Linked DNA regions of Pan troglodytes: region 2 is linked to region 1. The links are chromatin contacts, called in public HiChIP or PLAC-seq maps. All regions are on one chromosome and are shown on one strand. Each heading gives the region's core, a stretch centred on a gene start, on an enhancer-like site or on the middle of the called end of the contact. The rest is flanking DNA. Distances are from core to core; before and after follow the strand shown. Region 1 has its middle 160 kb from the start of MIR3937. Region 2 overlaps BCOR (BCL6 corepressor).

What was found. HiChIP or PLAC-seq counts read pairs in DNA pulled down with a chosen protein or histone mark.
Region 2: a contact with region 1 is called in an H3K4me3 HiChIP or PLAC-seq map of stem cell-derived excitatory neurons, with 5 times the contacts expected there. The contact joins two enhancer-like sites. A contact is called at or near these places in 1 of 7 Hi-C or Micro-C datasets (induced pluripotent stem cells) and 1 of 1 datasets of contacts at active chromatin or transcription factors (stem cell-derived excitatory neurons).

The regions. Positions count from the first base shown.
Region 1 is chrX:40,245,095-40,248,056 of NHGRI_mPanTro3-v2.0_pri, forward strand. It overlaps the pseudogene LOC129138670. Among named protein-coding and RNA genes, the nearest start is that of MIR3937, 160 kb to the left of the region's middle. Within about 2 kb of position 1,512, at least 10 of the 24 cell types and tissues checked have an H3K27ac peak or open chromatin away from gene starts, as enhancers often do. A contact at or near this core is called in stem cell-derived excitatory neurons, where this site is marked.
Region 2 is chrX:40,578,964-40,581,925 of NHGRI_mPanTro3-v2.0_pri, forward strand. All of the region lies in intron 1 of BCOR (BCL6 corepressor), which reads right to left. Among named protein-coding and RNA genes, the nearest start is that of BCOR, 23 kb to the right of the region's middle. Within about 2 kb of position 1,593, at least 12 of the 24 cell types and tissues checked have an H3K27ac peak or open chromatin away from gene starts, as enhancers often do. A contact at or near this core is called in stem cell-derived excitatory neurons, where this site is marked.

The DNA of each region.
Region 1 (2,962 bases), core at 262-2,761:
CGCACAACCACACAGCCATCTTTGGCATCATTAATAATTTATCTTTGAAGAAGCCTGTACAGTTTACAAATATTAAAGCATTATCTCACTATTTTAATCACGACTGCTTTGGGGTATTCTCGTTCTTTCTGATAATGAAGCTAGGCTCCGAGATCAAACTTCAACAAGGTCAAAGGGATGGCAGGTGGTTCTTAACCTTTGGGACTGTCTCAGATCCCTTTAAGAACTCTCCCCTCGGTAAAATGCATCTACCCAGAATTTTGCCCACTCTTTCAGGGGTTTGCAGTCCCTACTTCAAGCCCTTGCAGGGCTCCGCCTCCCCACCCCAGTCCCGGTGCGGCTGAGTTGGACCGGGCAGCCGCAGGATAAAATCCAGAGAGGAGTCCGTGTGACGGCGCAGCAGGATTAAGAAATCTCCCAGACCAGGATGGGCACAGAAATGGTTAAGGGGGTGGAGGGTTTTGTTTTTCACCTCTGAGGACTCTGTTATGGGTCATTAAGAACACAAGACCGAACGAGCATTCCATTTGCTGGGCCTGCCTCTAGCGCACAGCTCTGCTTCCCGACAAGATAAGTCCTGTGCAGGAAGGAAATCCTGGGCCCAGGGAGGCAGATGGGAAATCACCCCAGATAAGGCGGCTGCTCCGAGTGCTGGAGTCACACAGGGCCTTTCTGCTGCAAGAATGGCACTGCCGAGAGTCTGCGTTTCTTGCCAGCTAAGGAGGAGGAGGCTCTTCGGAGGCGTCTCCTAACACATTGCCGTTCTAGGCAGCTCTGCAAGGGGAACCCCCCAACGGGGGTGCAGCACCGTGCCTCCAAGTGAAGGAGAGGCCCTCGGGTTCCCGGAGTCTGGAGAGGTGGCCTCCAGCGGTGCCCCGGCCGCCTCCGGCTAGGCCCGCACACAGTTTACCCCCACCCAGGCCTCCTGGCACCCCCGCCCCGCATCCACCACCCAGGTGGTACCTGTGCCCGCGCAGGTGAGGAAAAAGGCCTGTGGAAAACATCATTACTGATAAATAACAGTTCCTTTCAGGTTTAATGACACGTTGCATCCATCCTAAATCTCTCAAAAAAAAAAAAAAAAGAAGAAGAAGAAGAAAAGAAAAAAAAGAAAGAAAAAGATAAAAGCCCTCTCGAGGGACTGCGCCTCGCGCCTGTAAATAGGAACGACAGGCCGGGGCGCGCGCCGAGGCGGGCGCACGGCTTGGAGCGGGCGTGTAAATTAACCGGGGGCCGCAGAGTGAATACATTGCACGCGGTATTTATTATGCGGCCGGACCTCCGAGGGGTTCTCCGGCTCCCGGACGTGGCAAATCTTGTCCGGAGCGCCGCTGGCCGCGCTGCCAAGGGCTAGGACGAGAGGACCCGTGGCGGGGGGCGGGGGGCTTCTCCTCCAGTCCCCGGGAGCCCCGGGGCAGCCCCCTTACAGCAGCGGCAGTGGGGAGGGTTTAGGCGAGGAGAGACGCGGCCCCGGGCGCCGCTCGGGCTAGGGGCCGGGCGGGGAGGGCGGGGCGGTGGGAGCGGGCGGCGCGCCCGGCCCCTTAGCATTCCGCCGGCGCGCCCGCCATCGCCGCGTGCGCCCCCGCGCCCCACTGTAATTACCCCGATTACCAAATGAATCTCGCGCTTTTGTGCTCGCCGGGCGGTGGGTGCGGGGAGGCAGTTCTAATAGTTGTCATTAGGGCCGGGGGAGGCGGGGCGCCGGGGGCTGAGGGTGGGAGCGCGGGGGTGGGGGAGGCCCGCCATTCCCTCGCTGGCTCGCTTGTTCGCAGGCGGTCCCAGGCGGCGCGCAGGCCGCTGCTGGCTGCTGAGTAATGATTTTTTTTCTAATTGGAGGCGAACAGCGGCCCTAATGGATGGAGCCGCTCTCGGCGCGTTCGCTGCGCCCGCCCTTCGATCAATACGGCTCGCTGAGACCGCCGGGCCGCGCTCCCCGGCCCTTTGTGGTCAGAGATGCCTCGGGGGCCCCAATCCCCGCCACCACCACCGGCCCCCCATGCTGCCTCAGCCTCGCCCGGGGAGTTCCCAGCCCCGCCACTCCGAGACACCACCCCTCCTCCGGCCTACCCCCACCCCGGATACTCCAACCCCAGGCTCCTTCCCGCACCCCCGCGCCCGAGTTCCCCTCTCGGAACACTCTTACTCCAGCTCCCCCAACACTGCCCCCGCGTGTCCCCGCCGTCCCGAGCCCTCCATCCCTTCTTGTCCTCACACTATGCCCAGTAGCCTGGTCCCCGTGGCCTTTCAGACAGGGTGGGTTAGCAGGGAGGTGTACGGGAGGGCAGACCCGGGATTGCCACCCTCACCCCTTCTCCGTGACCGCGTTTCTGCCAAGCGCCCCAGGCCGGGAGGAGAGCCGGGCACAGGCGACAGCCTCCGAGAGTTTACGCCGGCTGGTCCGGGAAGGGTTCGCTGAGTCCAATTAAATCCCCACGTTCTTTCCTTCTTGAGCCCGCTCCATCTCGGACTGGCTCCAACTGGGACCCTTCGGCTTTTTGAAGGTACAGAAACTTGCGAGCACAGACACACTCCCTGGGGGCACCAGTTTCCAAGAAGCCCTCTGGAATGTTTAGCTCAGAAACCGGACAGCATGCACAAGTCCTCCTAGGTCAGGGGTCAAATGTGCCCTCTGTTTTGCAGGCCCTTCGTGCACTGCTTCTAACTAGCTGGTGACCTTGGACAACGACTCAGTGCCTGAGGGACTCTTTTTCTTACACCTTACAGAAGTTTATCCAGCTCTACAAGCTAGGCGGCTGGGATACAACATTAAAAGGAATGGTCAAACCTTCCCACTCCTTCCTGCAGTTTACAGACTTTCCTCCTTCCACCCTGCGGAGAGCGGCTCCTAGGAGGCCCAAGCTGCTCCACCTACCCTCCTTCCTTCATCTGCTCACTTTCTGTTGCTGGCTGTGATTCCTGCATAACATTTAGCATCACCTAACATAATAAACACTTGCTTGGT
Region 2 (2,962 bases), core at 343-2,842, 330 kb after region 1:
GCCCCCGGGGAAACACAAAACTTCTTTTTGAATCTCGGGAAGGGCGGTTGACTGCATTAAGGAGCTCCCGAGACAGAATGAGGAAGGGAAAAGCCGAGAGGGCGGGAGGAGACAGGGAGACTTCCGAGGGAGGCCGATGGTCAAAGTGGGGGGTGAAACCGCTCAGGGTGACCGGGCTGGAGACCCAGGAACCCGACTCGGCGCGAAGGTGCCGCGCGAGTTCCAGCGAGCAGCCTGCCCGGCCAAGTGGCGCCTGCCCAGCCGTCGGCCGTGCCAGCTTCCTGCCCTGCCCAGGACCGCGGAGCAGTCGGGGACGCCGCCGCAGGCTGGCCCGGAATCGCAGGACAGCGGGGGGGGAGGGGGTAGCCAGGCCGCAAGTAAACTCGCACTAGAGCTTTCTGCACACCTCCGCCCTAGAGAGGGGGCCCGGACCCCCGGTCTGTGAGGCGTCGGCTTTGGCCTTCCAACCTGGGGGTGCGCGAGGAAGCAAAGACCCAGGGGGCACCCCCACCCTCGCCCGAGGGTAGGGGACAGCTGAAATGTCTTTGGTCTTGTTTGATGACCGCTTGGCGGATCTGCTCCCATCCGGGTTCTGCCGTTCCGAGGGTGCCGGGTCAGTGATACCCAGGCCGGTCTGAGCAGGCATGTGGATGAGCAAAAGCAAATCTGTCGCTCCTCCGACCGCCACCCCTCACTTAACCTTTCCTGCATCCAAGGAAGGGGAGGGCACCCAGACTCTGCCCCACCCCCCGCGGGGCGCTCCCTCTGCCTCGGAAGCTGAGACTAAGAGCGAGGGTTTTCCCCCTTTCCCCTGGGCTCGCTGGGTTTCTAACTTCCTCTAAACCTCCCTCCTCGCTCCGAAAAGCCCCGAGGAGAGGAGCTGAGAGGAAGCACGCCGCTAGTGTGCAAAATGAAGACCATGTGTGAGGCCGGCGGCATCAGAGTGCAGCTGCGGGGGTTAGGGGGTGGCAAAGGCCCCCGCGCGGCCGGAAGCTCGGGGCCGCAGCAGCCAGTGCCTCTGCTCTGCGTTGGGGACTCGGAGCCGCAGCGAGAGGCAGTGGAGAGGCAGGGCTGGCCTCGTGGCGGGAGGCGAGGAGGGGGTGCGAGGGCTGCCGCGCCGTGGGGGGCAGGGGGCGGCGACGCAGCCCCGGCTTCCTGGGCCGCAGCTGCGACCGAGGGCGCAAGAGCAGATCGTGCTCTGCGGCGGTGGCGGCTCGGGCCCGCCGCTCTAGCAGCTGAGAATCAACAAAGGGAGGCGGCGGGGGAGGGGCGCCACCGAGCGTTCGCGGGCTGCTCTGGAATAATAAAAAATAATTAATAATGATAATAAGAGAAAAATCCCCCGGCTTTCATGGCTCTGGGTTTCCGTGTGGCTGCAGCGGGAAGCGCGCTGTCCTTGAGGCGGCCTCTCTCGCCTGGCCTGCCCGCCCCTCCCCCTCCTCGCCCCCTCCCCTCCCCAGGAACCGGGAAGAGAAAGGTCTGCAGCTGACAAATATTATCCATTCTCCCCATCGATCGCGGAGTGTACAGATGTGAGCGCTTGATGTGCCCGCGGAGCGGCGGATCCTCCCTGCTCGCTCGCTCTCGCCCAGGCTCCGCTCGCCGTCCCCCTCCTCCCCCTTTGTTCTCCTCCCCTTTCCCTCTCTTTAAATAGATTTCAGGGCGCTGCCTGTTGGAGAGCAGCTGGCGATCTCTCCCGAGAGAGGGAGCGAGCGAAGCCCGAGGTGCCCTGTCACCAGCCTCCCCTCCCCCACCTCGGCTTTTCGCTACGTCCCCCCTACCCCACCTTTCTCCAGTTTCCAAAATAGAAAACACCGGGAACACCCACGTCCACTGCACCGCGAGCCCCTGGGAGCCTTTGGACCCCTCGTGCTGTTCCTTGTGTCTGTGTCTGTGCAGAGGAAGGGGAGTGCAGGGAGGGGACCCAGGGCCGCGGCAGAAGAGCCAAGGGTCCGGATCTTTCCCTGGCAGCAGCAGGGACGCAGCGTGGGTCACGCTAAGAGGGTACAGTTTACCCATTAGGGAAAGTCGGCGGAGACGGCCCTGTTATTCCTCTTTTGCAGATGGCAGATTAATCCGGCAGCGCCCGGCCTCAAAGGGACCGGCTGCTCGGCAAAGGGTTAACCCGTCGGCCGGTAATCGTGGACACGCGCGCACACACACACACGCACGCGCGCGCGCGTCCTCTCCGCCTGCCCGAGCGCCCGCCGCGGCCCGCAGTGCGCCCGGGGCTGGGGGAGTAGCTGCGGGAGGGGAGGGGGTCGGGGGAGGGGCGGGGCGGGCTTAACCAGGCCGCTCGACTGAGCCGGGGCCACCTCGCCGTCTGTCACTTAAATGATTGTCCTCCGCTCCGCTCAGTGCGGTCAGTACGGGCTGTTAACAGGCAGTTGCAATCAGTTTCCGAAAGGTCAGCCAAGGTCCTCCGGCTCTCGCAGACGGAAGGCATTACGAAACCGCTTTTGTATCTGCAGGCACTTTAGAAAAAGAGGCGAGAAGGGGCGCACCGCAGTGCCGCGGCTGCTGCGACCGGGGGAGAGGGTCGGGGGCTGCGGAGCAGAGGAGTCCGCACCCCCGCGGCCAGGGTCAGGCGGCGTGGATATCACCCGCGGAGTGACCCAGGGCCTCCGGGTTTCGGTGGGGAAGCAGGAAGGGGGTGGGGAGCAGGCGGCAAGGGAAGGAGGAGTGGGAGGAAGTGGGAGAGGCGTCCTGGCTCCTCTCCTCACCCAGCCAACAGCCCACACCCGGACCCAGACAGGAGCGGGCGGCCTTGGACGCGAGGAGACCCCACTCGGACTCCCAGGCCCTCCTGGCGCCTGGAAGTAGGGAGGGGGTGTGGGGGGGGAAAGACCCTCGCCGAGCGAGCGAGTCCCAGCGCGGTGTCTGAAGACGCTGCTGCCGCCGCCGCTAGAAGTCGTCCATCAGCAACCAGTCCAACCTGCCAGTGATAATGTGCGATCAACAC